Regions from separate parts of the Callithrix jacchus genome. Here region 1 is linked to region 2. A link is a contact called in public Hi-C data. All regions are on one chromosome and are shown on one strand. Each heading gives the region's core, a stretch centred on a gene start, on an enhancer-like site or on the middle of the called end of the contact. The rest is flanking DNA. Distances are from core to core; before and after follow the strand shown. Region 1 holds the start of SLC5A4 (solute carrier family 5 member 4). Region 2 holds the start of BPIFC (BPI fold containing family C).

What was found. Hi-C and Micro-C count contacts between places; a contact is called where the count stands out from the background.
Region 1: a Hi-C map of skeletal muscle shows a contact between it and region 2, with 4 times the contacts expected there. The contact joins the promoter of SLC5A4 here to the promoter of BPIFC in region 2. A contact is called at or near these places in 2 of 3 Hi-C or Micro-C datasets (both in skeletal muscle).

What each region holds. Positions count from the first base shown.
Region 1 is chr1:203,698,748-203,705,515 of calJac240_pri, forward strand. It overlaps SLC5A4 (solute carrier family 5 member 4), which reads right to left and starts at 4,660. Exons shown (of 15, transcript XM_035270719.3): 1 at 4,619-4,660. It overlaps LOC103790434 (a long non-coding RNA gene), which reads left to right and starts at 4,689. Exons shown (of 4, transcript XR_004732933.3): 1 at 4,689-4,803.
Region 2 is chr1:203,542,875-203,549,141 of calJac240_pri, forward strand. BPIFC (BPI fold containing family C) reads left to right here and starts at 4,445. Exons shown (of 20, transcript XM_054240628.2): 1 at 4,445-4,749; 2 at 6,236-6,267. FBXO7 (F-box protein 7) reads right to left here and starts at 4,317. Exons shown (of 8, transcript XM_078339171.1): 1 at 3,913-4,317; 2 at 1-105. The coding sequence starts at 4,034.

The DNA of each region.
Region 1 (6,768 bases), core at 3,410-5,909, 160 kb after region 2:
CAAAACTCAGCCAAGCGTGGTGGCGTATGCATGTAATCCCAGCACTTTGGGAGGCCAAGATAAGAGGATTACTTGAGGTCAGGAGTTTAAGACTAGCCTGGGCAATATGGCAAAACCCCATTCCTACGAAAAATACAAAAATTAGCTGGGCATGGTGGCATGCACTTGTAGTCCTAGCTACTCAGGAGGCTGAGGTAGGACGATTTCTAGAGCCCAGGAAGCAAAGGTTGCAGTGAGCTGAGATCACACCAATACACTCCAGCCTGGGTGACAGAGCGCAGTGGCTCACACCTGTAATCCAAGCACTTTGGGACCTCTGCTTCCTGAGCTCAGGTGATTCTTCCACCTCAGTCTCCTGAGTAGCTGGAATTACAGAAGTGTGCCACCATGCCTGGCTGGTTTTTCTTCTCTTATTTTGAGACAGAGTCTTGCTCTGTCACCCAGGCTGGAGTGCAGTGGTGCCATCTCAGCCCACTGCAACCTCCGCCTCCTAAGTTCAAGCTATTCTCCTGCCTCAGCCTTCTGAGGAGCTGGGACTGCTGGCACATGCCACCATGCCCAGCTAATTTTTTGTATTTTTAGTAGAGACAGGGTTTCACTGTGTTAGCCAAGATGGTTTCAATATTCTGACCAAGGATCCACCCGCCTTGGTCTCCCAAAGTGCTGAGATTACAGGCGTGAGCCACTGTACCCGGGGCCTGGCTGATTTTTCTATTTTTAGTAGAGACAGGGTTTCGCCATATTGCCCAGGCTGGTCTCGAACTCCTGGGCTCAAGTGATCCACCTACCCTGGCCTCCCAAAATGTTGGGATTACAGGCGTGAGCCACTGCACCCGGCCGAGCGTGGGCTTTTTCAGTGTATTGGTGGAGGGTAGTTCAGCACAGGGGTACCTGAGAGAGCAGGGCCCTTCAAGAAGGAACCTGTGGTGTGCAGCCAGGACAGGCTGAACAGAAATTTGCTGCTAGGAAGACCAGAGATGGTGTACTGAGGACATCTGGAGCAAGGATAGGTGGGGGCAAAGGCTGGGGTTCCCGGCAGGCTCTAGGCCCCTCTGCTCTAGGGGCTGTGCCAGGCCTGGGCTGGGCGGGAGGGACAGGAAGCTGCCTGCCCTCAGCAAGCAGGTGGAGGCTGGTGTTCCTGAGGCTGTGGACAAAAGCACCTCCTGCCTCCTTTTAGAAAGGCTCTGTGGCAACTTTTAGAGATCTGCAGAATGAAAACAAAAACCAGCAAGGAAGCAGAGACTGGAGTAGAGGAATAGTAATCACAGAGGAAGAAGAGTGTGGAAAGGCTGGGAATGTGTACAGAAAGGCAGAGCATCCTGGCCTGCACAAGGATGGCATTTGAAGGAACGGTGGCTGTTAGTGGCACCTGTGCGCCCTCTAGTGGGCGCAGAGGGAAAGGATACGTAATTTGTTGTATTCACGCACCAGTTCCTTGCGGAGGGAGGACGGTAAGGACGTTGCTCTGAGATTCTGGGTGTCAGAAAGGGGAAGGGACTTGCTGAGGGTCACAGAATGCCAGTGGCAGGGGTCACAGTGGTCATTTCACGAGACCGCACGAACTCTCAGTCTTCTGGGATCGGATGAAACCACATGAGGCAGGCAGGGATGAGTGGAGAAGAAAGCCCCGGCCCTGCCGTCATCAGTCCAGGCCTTGCCTCCCCGCTCTGCCCATTGCTGCTGTGGGAAGTTGGAACGTCCCTCAACTTCTCAGGGCTTCAGTGTCTTCATCTGCAAAATGGGATTATCTTAGCATCTACCTATCGAGAACGGTGAGAATTAAATGAAGTGACGATGTCAAGGGCATATGAGGATGTTTGGCACATGGTGGGTGCAGAGTTCTCAGGGAAGAGAAACTGAAGTCCAAAGTACTGGACAGGCTGGGCACGGTGGCTCATGCCTGCAATCCCAGCACTTTGGGAGGCCGAAGCAGGCAGATCACCTGAGGTCAGGAATTTGAGACCAGCCTGGCTAACATGGTGAAACCCCGTTTCTACTAAAAATACAAAAATTAGCCAGGCATGGGGGCGTGGGCCTGATCCCAGCTACCACTCGGGAGGCTGAGGCAGGAGAATTGGTTGAACCCAGGAGGTGGAGATTGCAGGGACAAGAGCAAAACTGTCTCGAAAACAAAAATCTGGAGAGTCCTGTCTCCACCAGCCAGCTCAAATCAGGCAGGGTATAAAAAGAGAAGCATTTGGGGGAAAATTTTAAAGTGTCCTGGCTGGGCACAGTGGCACACACCTGTGGTCCTAGAACTTTGGAGGCTGAAGCAGGAGGATTGCTGGAGGCTAGGAGTTTGAGACCAGCCTGGGCAACATAGTGAGACTTCATCTCTTAAAAAAATAAATAAATAAATAGGGTCCAGGTGTGGTGGCTCATGCCTGTAATCTAGCATTTTGGGAGGCCAAGGCAGGCAGATCATTTGAGGTCAGGAGTTGGAGGACACCTTGGCCAATACGGTGAAACCCGGTCTCTACTAAAAATACAAAAATTAGCTGGGTGTGGTAGTGGGCACCTGTAATCCCAGCTACTCGGGAGGCTGAGACAGGAGAATCGCTTGAACCTGAGAGGAGTAGTAGGAGGCAGTGAGCTGAGATTGCGCCACTGCACTCCAGTCTGGGCAAAAGGAATGAGATTCCTTTTCAAAATAAATAAATAAAAATAAAAACCAGAAGGTGGTATTATTGTCAGCAAGTGTGTATTTCTTGTGAGGAAGCGAACGTGCTCTCTCTCTCCAGGCTGTGCTCCCCCCATCCTGGGGCAAGGAGCTCCTGCTGGGCCTGGGGTCTCGGAGGGCCAGGGCAGCCACACATGCCCCAGGTGTGGCTGTTCCAGTGCAGCTGTCAGCATTTGATGGTGTGGATGACTCTAGCAGTGTGGCTAGCTGGGTTTAGTGATGGGGGCAGAGAGTGAAGTTCCCTTAGAGACCTGCTTCCCCCTCCCACCCCCGCTTCTGTCACCCACCTCTGCAAGGTGTAATTATCCAACCTTTCACATCGAGCTATACTTCCTCTTACTAGTATTACACTTTTAGCTCTCCTGCCAGACCAAGCTGTGGGAGAGAAGGTCCAGGCCCTCACGGAAGTAGGGGAGAAATCAGTTCTGCCCACTGGTCATTTCCTTATCTCTACTTGGAGACTGTCACGGAATTGTTGGGAGAGTTTAATGAATTAATATCCGGAAGAGCTTCACACAGTGCCTGGCTGATGGTTAACTATTAGTAACAGTCTCATCCTTCATGGTTCAGGTTGGGTGTCACTTCCTCCAGGAAGCCTTCCCTGACTTTCCCAGGCTGATTTTGGTGCTGGCATCCCCTGTGCCTCTGTGGTACTACTATCATGCTGAGTTATAATTGTCCCTTTATTTGTCTTTCTCCCATACTCAACAATGAGCCCCCAAGGGGGGGTTGTGCCATATGCTGTTCACTGTTGTATCCCCAGTGTGCCTGGCTCAGGTGGGAGTGGCAATTATATTTTAGGTGAATGAGTGGGACTCATAAGAGGTGGGGCTCTGGGACCAGGCCCTCAGCCCTGTCACTCACATGCTATTTGATTTAAGTTCTCAGAGTTAAAGTTCCCCCCAAGGTGAAATGGAGCTAAAACAACCCCTTCTTCATGGGGCTGAGGTCAGGAGCAAATGAGATTTTCTGCACACTACCTGGCACACTACGTGTTCCATAAACATTCACTGTTGTTCTGCAGTTCCTGATTAAATACCCTCTACTTGGCCAGCTGTGGTGGCTCACGCCAGTAATCCCAACACTTTGAGAGGCCGAGGTGGGCGGATCACAAGGTCGGGAGATCGAGACCATCCTAGCCAGCATGGCAAAACCCCGTCTCTGCTAAAAATTAGCCAGGCATGGTGGTGCACAACTGCAGACCCAGCTACTCAAGAGGCTGAGGCAGGAGGATTGCTTGACCGCAGCGGGCAGAGTCTCCAAAAGAAAAACAAGAATGGAAAGGTCCAAACTAGAGCTTTCAAAAGCCTAGTTTGGACAGAGCGAGACGCCTCTCTTTAAAAAAAAAAAAAAAAAAAAAAAAAAGGCTGGGTGCAGTGACTCATGCCTGTAATCCCAGCACTTTGGGAGGCCAAGGTGGGAGGATCTCTTGAGTCCATGAATTTGAGACTAGCCTGGGCAATATAGTGAGACAGACTCTAAAATAAATAAATAAATAAATAAATAAAACAATAACAATTAGCCGGGAGTAGTGGTGCACACCTGTGGTCCCAGCTGCTTGGGAGGCTGAGGTGAGAGGATCGCCTGAGCCTGGGTGGCAGAGGTTGCAGTGAGCCCAGATCTTCCAGTCACTGCACACTCTAGCTTGGGCGACAGAACAAGACCCTGTCTCAAACAAAAAAAAAAAGTAAGTGACCTTGAGCAAAACCCTGCCCCTCTTAGAACCTCAGACTTACTGTCTTTACACAGAAGACGGACTTCAAAGTCCCTACGTCCTTGCCCGCTCGCATCACGCTGAATTAGTTAGCGGACTGGGTTTCCAAGGGCTCTGGGGAAGACTGCAGCATAGCATCGCCGCGGCTGCCGAGGGGTTAATACCGGTGGGCTCCGCAGCTTTTTTGCCCCGCCCCACGAGCACTACCCCGGCCTGGGTCTTACCCTTAACCCCGCCTTCAGGCCTTGCGTCCACCGGAAGTGCCCGAGCGTAGACAGCTCACTTCCGCCCGGCAGTTAATAGCTACCAGGCTCGGAGCTGCCAGGAGTCCGGAGACGCCGGGAGGCCGCGGTCATTTTGGTACCAAGCTGAACCGATCCGTGACTCCAGGAGCCGTTGGGACCTGCAGGTAAGGAAGCGGGGACCCGGGCGAGGCAGGAGAAGTGGGGCGGGGAGTCGAGGGTCCTAGGTGAGGAGTTTGCGGGGTCACATGACGCGGCGCTGCAGGGAGCGCGAGCGGCGTACCCAGCGGGAGACGGAAGGGCTGCGGGTTCATTCGTACATTCGCGCTCACTTGGCCGCCGGCCTGTTCCCCGACCGTCCCAGATCCACAGCCCCGCCTGGGGCTCCCGCCAGGCAGACTCCTGGACTCAGGCCCTGAGGAGCCCGCCTCTGGCTGGAGGGAAAACTCTTCGGGCTTTGGTTTCCTCTTTCAGACTCACCCCCATGGCTGTCCTGAGGCCTCCTCGTTGTTCAGGGCGTTATCTCTTTGCCAAGGTTCAAAATGAAGAAAAAAAGAAAACGGTTCCGTGCGGGCTTTGTTTTGTCTGTTGGATTCTCTAAAACAAGTTGACTGAATGGGGACACGTGTGATAAGGCTGCAGAATAACGAGGGAGATGCTTGCTAGTGGCTATCGAGCGCCTACTGTGTACCGGGCACTGTGCTAAGCACTTCCCTTGCAGTGCCACATTTACACTTCACAGCAACCTTTGTGGGAATTAAATATCCCCATTTTATCCACGAGGACACTGAGGCACAGAGCGATTCAATCACATGTGTACGGTCATTCAGGTAGTAGAGGCAAGGTCAGATTTCCTGCCCAGGTTCTCAGGGACCTGCAAGTACAGAGCTAAAGGGAAGCATGGAGTAAGGTTGGGGTGTAGGGGATATTTAAGACTTCTAGCTGCCGTTGTAATTATTTGGATTTGTGTCAGGATGTAGCCGTATTGCTTCTTGTCTGATCTTCGGAAGGGGCATCTGATTCACTTTCTTTAGGATAAAACAATCCTGCAGGCTGTTAGGAGTGATGCCTTTCAGGGCAAGAGTCTTAAGTTTTTCCTGACTTTTGGGAACTGTAAGACACAGAACAGGCTATCCATGAAAGCTGAAGACATCCAGAACCTTCTCTTCAGAGTGGTTGAACAGCATTCCTCTCAATGTAAAGAGAGGGGAACCACATGACCTCTAGGGGCTCTTTTGGTCCTAGGTTCTGGAAGAAGGTACCCAGAGGAAGAGTCTTTACCTTTCTAAGACATAGGCAAGCCCCATGACTTCTTGCCTGGACAGAGCACCTCTTACTTGGGAGTGGTGAGATGGTTTGTTGGCTGGAGGACTAGGCCATGTGAATCTGAGCCTCATTCCTTTGCAGATATTAGCTTGCTTCAGTTCTGCCTCCGTTTCCCTGACATCAACAAGAGAAAGACCTGCCACCTTCCTGTCTACTCCTAGGGGTATGTACCTGCGAGTGAACCCATAAAGGCTTCCTCCACATGCTTCTGAAGAAAGCTGTATATAAATGTTACTCTGATACTTTTTTTTTTTAGCTCTATGATCTGTTCTAGTTCCACTTAAGTCACAGAAACTTAGTATTGTCACCTTATTCCCATCCTTCCAAGGGAGGATTTGAGATGAAGCAACTTGTCACAGACAGTAGGCATCTGAGCAGAGCGCAGAGCATCTGGTTTTCTGTCCTGAGGTGAGCCCACCAGTCTCCTCCGACCTCTTAGAAACTGTCATGAGGAGCAGCTTCGGTAGTTCCCAAAGAGTCAGATCCCTCAGAGGTTGTGTGGAGATCATCTGCTGAGTGTGGATCAAGTGGAGGCTTCACCCTGTGCTGCTTGAAGAGCGCAGAGGTATGATGGAAAGATCACCTGACTCCCAGTCAGTCAGCCCTGGGTTCGAGCCCAGCTCAGCAGCTTCCTGGCACTGTGACCTGGATGGTTTTCATAGGCTGGCCCTTTACCTCAGCTCTGAAATAATACGGGCCATCCTCTCCTACTCCTCCACCCCTGGTTTATGTGGGGGTAGATGGGAAAATTTGTGCAGGGCCTGTTATTTTGGGTGCTTTGACTCTAGGCCAGCTGATGCCTGCTG
Region 2 (6,267 bases), core at 3,195-5,694:
AAACATATCAAGTCCCCAGAAACAATCCCATATGAAGCCAAGGTCTCTTCATCTCCAGTGAGGGCATCCTTGTTGTTCAATGTAATTGCAAATCGGGTATCAGAACTGCCAAGAAAGATGGATAAGCATAGTAAGAGCTACCTACTTCTATTACCTTCAATGACACATCTGAAACATATATACGTGCAAAATATGACCCTAGAAGAACTAAGTAATGAAGAGACTAGGTCTCACTATGTTGTCCAGGTGGTATCCAGCTCCTGGCCTCAAGCAGTCTCCTGCCTCAGCCTCCTGAGTTGCTGGGATTACAAGCATAAACCACCATGTCCAGCTACATTTTAGTTTTTGTTTGTTTGTTTTTTAGCGACAGGGACTCACACTGTTGCCCAGGCTGAAGTGCAGTAACATGATCACAGCTCATGGCAGCTCAAATTCCTGGGCTCAAGCAGTCCTCTCACCTGAGTCTCCAGGGGAGCTAGGACTATAGGACGAAACACCATATCAAGCTTAAAGTTTTGAGAAAATTATCAAAACTATTTATCAATGAAGGGCTACTTTACAGATTTCTAACAGCTAAAACTCTCCACCTGGGGGATAGGATACAGTAATTCGCTATCATTAATCCATGTTTTCCTCAATTCTAAGATGCACATTTTTTATTATGACATCTTTGAAATTAGGATACTTCCTAAAATCAATGACATATCAATTGACAGCATTTTTTCCCTACTGCTACATAAAACAATGTGTGTCTTACAAGTGATAGCCACTAAGATGCAATGAAATGCCTTTAAAATACAAATTAGATCCCATTATTCCTTTACTTAAAATCTTCCAGTGGCTTCTATTTGGAATCCTTAACATAACTTCCAAAGCCCAGCGTTTGACCTCTTCCCATTTCTCCTACTGCTCTTGTGCCATCCATCTTCGCTCACTGTTCTCTATTCACATGAGCTTTCCATCCCTTCCAAAAAGCAGATCAACTTCACTGCAGCCTTCCGGCCTCTGCATTTGCTTTTCCAGATCTTCACATGACTGATTTCTCATCATCATTCCAGTCTCAGCTTAAATGTCACCTCTTCAGAGACGCCTTTCATTCAGACTCCAGCACTCTCTATTTTGTTATGTTTTGTTTTTACTATAACACCACTACTTGAAAACATCATATTTAGTTGTCTATTATCTGTCTACCCTACCCCTACCACTAGAACTTAAGTTTCATAAGATCAGGGATCTTGTCTGAACAGTTCAAACAATGTCTTCAACACTGGCAAATAAAGAATTTGTGAAATAAATGCAACCACCAAATATTAGTTGGGAAGATCAAAATGAGAGTGAAATCAGGGATGTCTATTCAATATCCTTACAGGACAGTTTACTTACATGGGTTACAAAATGCCAGATCCATATATTCATAATCACAAAGAGTTAGAGCAGTATATGGATATGACTGAGTATAAATCCGTCCCTCTTACTGATGACAAGCTAAATTCATCCTTGTACTGATGATCAGTTATGATGCCTTTTAGTGGGACATAGTACAAACCCAAAAGCCCACTGCTAAACAAGCTCAGAATTCTTATAAGCCTGAAGCAACAAAATCCCATTCTTTCTGCACCACAGAATATTTGACATTAGAGAAATACAATGTTCTTCATCACATAGTGAGGGATAACTAACAAAACGTTATAAAACATTTTAAAAGATATGTACACTTGGCAATGCTAATTTCATTAATTTTTTGAGAGGTTAACAAAAGATGAAGTCCTTTAAAAATTATGTTGTTTACTTATTCTCATAAAGCTGTATTTTGAAAAGTGCTCCAAATAATTCATGTTTTTATTTCACTCATAAATATATTTTTTTCTTAATAATTGAGGTGTCTTTGGGAGAGAAATTAAAATTAGTGAAATAGAAGCCATTCCTGTTTGTCAGAAAACAAGCAGCCCTGTTTCTGTTTTCAAAATGCTTTGATAAGCAAAAAGTTGAAACTCTGCCACTAGCCCACAAAAACACCATCCCAACTTTGGCAGAAAAAGGAAAAACACCTCAAATGAACTACATGTTTATGGGTCATTTGTCACAGCAAAAGGTTGCTTTTTTAAACAGCATCTAGTACAATGTACATTCAAATATCTGTAGAAAAGGTCATGGTCTGCTTAATAAATATACCAGCTTTTCCTCCCACTTTAGAAAACGGGAAAAGCTATTTCTAAAGAAATATGTAGTTTTCCAGGGTTCTATCTCTGAAATTGGGGAGTTAAGAGGAGTATTTAATTCCAGGAAATGAAATTCTAGAAACTCCAGGCTTTTTAAAAGTATTTCATGGCTGCTCTGCCTATGGAGTGGCCATTCTTTTCTTCCTTTACTTTCTAAATAAACTTGCTTTCACTTTTCTCTTAAAAAACAAAAATGAAACAAAAGTATTTTATGACAATCCTAGATCCACTTGCTCAGTATTTTTAAAATAATATCATATGGACATATTTTAAAACTGCTCACTTAGTAGAAGATGAGTATACTTTCAGAAAAAAAGAGTTTACTTTCACAAGTTGATGCTTAAATTCTTTCCAGGTAAGCAGCCTCAACTGTAAAAACAAATCTGAAAGAGAAACCAACTTGCCCCTTTGGGCAAACAGCCATATTGAGTTTCACATCTTTTCAGGACTGCCTAATTTAAAAACAATAAAATATATATACACCTTTAAAAGATAAGTTAATTTTGAAGATTTATTCAATCTTCTACTGGTAACCTACTGGTAATGATGCCAATATGGAAAACACACAGGTTTAACAAGAAATAACAGTAGGCATGTCACTTACTATAATGTTTAAAAGGAGTTATGTCAGCATCTTATTTAAGGTTTTTGTTTGTTTTTTAATCTGGAAGAAAACAGGCTTACTTTCAACCTAATAATGTCTTAACCTGAAAAATGAAAGGGTGAGAAGTTTGGAATAACGGCCTCATATTATGCAATCCCTAAAAATAAGGTGAAAACGGGGAACATTGTTATTTTTCCTCAGCACACTCAAGTTTCAACTTCACTAGCTCAGTATTTGAAGAAGACCACTCTTACACTGTCACTTTACTCCCAGATTATTGTCTCCCCCAAAAAAATATCTTTTGGGGAAACAAAGCACCTTATCTGGAGTCCCATAAACGAATAACCGAATATGATCCTTTCTCAACTTTATGCCCCCAAACTGCAAGCTCTCAAGAGCAACGTTTTCCTCAGTTTTAACAAAAAGCAACATTTCGCCCAGGAAAATCGAATGGTCTGAAAGACGACTACACGCTGTACTTTCTAAAACTTTTCAGCAGCAGCTAAGTCCAAGCACTCACCGCGGTGCCTGGTGCACGAACCACTCTAACAGAGTCCTAAAATTGCTGCAGCTTCACAGCAGCGATAAAAGCTGCCTCCGATGGAGGGCAGATTTTTAACTTGTAGCAATTTCCAAACTTTTTCATTGAAATACTCCAACAGCTGAAGAAATTAACTCGGACCCCCGACAGTCCAGAAAGGTTTAACCTAAGCCAAGCTCATCATTTCCAACTTGAAATTTAACCAGTTGTGGGAACTGTGAGTTCACTCTTCTCCCTGGTTTCGTGTACTGCAAAACCAGAAGCCATGACTCACCAAGCAGAGGACCAGAGCCCCCAAGAGGCTGGGCCATGTTCTCCAGGAGCCGGACCACCGACGACCACCTGCGCGTCCAGTCGCCGGCAGCCTAGGGCTCCGCGACGCTCGGGAGAGCCCGGGCCTCACGTGATGGCCCCGGGGCGTCCACGCATCTAGCCTAGCGCCCGGCCACGCCCGCGCCGGCAGCCCACAGATGACTCCAAGCCGCCCAGCACCCACCTCGAGCACTCCCCACTACCCACGGGCCGCTCCGCCCCCGGCACCCGCCTACCTGTAGCCCCAGGTGGGAAGCAGGGCCAGGCTCAGGTGCGTGCGCAGCTGCCCCAGCGTCGGCTCCGCCTCTGGCACCTCCACCTGCTGGGTCCGTTTCTCAAGCCGTACCCGCAGCTTCATGACGGCGGCGGGATCCGCGAGGATCCTGGACCCAGAGGCGGCGACGGGGACAGCGGGGGGGCCGAGCCGCTCCTGCTTCAAACGGCTGCGACCCCGGAGTGGCGACTACGGAGCTGAGGGATTGCTGAGGCGGAAAGGGGAAAGAGCCCCACTACGGTGGCCGCCCTGCTGGCCGGTCTCTGGAATGTGAGCACCCGCCCCTCTCCTGAGGGCGCCCCCTGGAGCCGACCCCGAGAGCGGGCGGCAGGCAGGCGGCTTACAGGAGCCTGGCCGCGGGACTTGCGGGGGGGTGGGAAATTGACCGATCGATGACTCGGCGCGCAACGGCTCTACCTGATAGCATGGGCACAGTGCGCAGGCGCCGAGATGCAGCTTTACGTTGGCTTCCCAGCTCTTCCGCCGCGGTGAATGAGACTTCCTGAACTTGCTAACGTGGAGCAACCGTGGTGCTGTTAGGGATGCTGCAGACAATAATACAGTCGTAACTCCCCGGGACCTAGTGTCACGCCATTTCTTCCGCGGCCCCCAGCTCCAGCGGCATCTGCTCTGAGAAGACTTAGGTTAAAAGTCCTTAGGTTGGCCGGGCTCAGTGGCTCACGCCTGTAACCCCGACATTTTGGGAGGCCGAGGCGGGTGGATCACTTGAGCCCAGGAGTTCGAGACCAGCCTGGGCAACATGGCGAGACCCCGTCTCTACAAAAACTTAGGCGTAGTGGTGCGTGCCTGTAATCCCAGTTACTTGGGTGGCTGAGGCGGGAGGGTCGATTGAGTCCAGAGGTTGAGGCCTCAGTGATGGCACCACTGCACCTCAGCCTGGTTCCACAGAACGAGACCCTGCCTTTAAAAAAAAGTAGAGCTGTTTGTAGGCGGTGCTCTATGTTGGACAGTTTATTAGAAATCTGTTGCTGCATAACAATCACCCCAAAGTTTAATTCCATAAACATTTGTTGTCCCACAGGTTTTAGAGGTCAGGGATTTGCGGATACGTAGCTGGGTGGTTCTGTCTCCAGGCCTCCCATGAGGTTACAGTCAGGGTGTAGGCCAGGGCAGCAGTTATTGGCTAGGGCCAGAGGATCGGCGTCCAGGATGACACAGGACTGTTGGCTGGAGACCTGTTTTTCACCACATGAACCTCCCCATAGGGCTGTTTGAGTGTCCCTATGACACGGCAGCTGGCTTCCCTCAGAGCAAGTGATTCCAGAGAGACCAAAGCATAAGCCACAATGTTTTTTATTACCTAGCTCCAGAGGTCACATATGGCTATTGTCATATTTACAAACCAACCTTCTGTGAATCCACCAAAGGCATGAATGCCAATAGACTGGGATTGCTGCTGGCCATTCTGGAGGCTGACTACCATAGAGGGTCTAACTAATGATAACTTAGATGAGAAAGAATAATCAAGTTTCATCCTTGTATGATAACCATAGTCCAAATCCTTGTAAGAGTCACAAAACGTTTCTACCAGTAGGTGGCAGCACTTGTCCACATCGCGCCCTTCATTCTGCAAATAAATATGTACTGTCTACTTTGTAACAGATGCTCCACATGCTGGAGACTCACAAAAAGACGTGTTTCTGCCCACGCAAAGTGTATAGCTGAGTGAATCAGCTCTTGCAGTAGAGTGTAAAAAGTCTCTCCTTTATGATAGACATAAATACAGACCTGAGGATTGGGGTACAGAGAGGAGGGTTGCTGTGCCTTAGGATTTTTTTTCCTCCCTAGACAGTCTCACTCTGTCGTCCAGGCAGGAGTGCAGCAGTGCGATCTCGGCTCACTGCAACCTCTGCCTCCCGGGTTCAAGCAGTTCTTTGCCTCAGTCTCCAGAGTAGCTGTGATTACAGGCGCGTGCCACCACGCCCAGCTAATTTGTATATTTTTAGTAGAGACGGGGGTTTCACCATCTTGGCCAGGCTGGTCTTGAACTCCTGACCTCGTGATCGACCCGCCTCGGCCTCCCAAAATGCTGGGATTACAGGCATGAGCCACCGGGCCCCGCCAAGGATTCTTTAGTAGTGAGCAATGAGGAATGGTGGCAGGACCAGGAAGACTGTATGACCAGAGTGATGGATAGTATAGGTACATCCCAGATAAAGAACCTTGGGCTAAGTAGAGGGTTTGGGACATATTCTAGAATGTATGGAAAGCCACTAGACAGTCTTTAGAAGGGGAGTCTTTACGCTCAGGTTCTTAATTTTCAGCAATAGAAGCTGGCTCTGGCTGACTAAGCAGA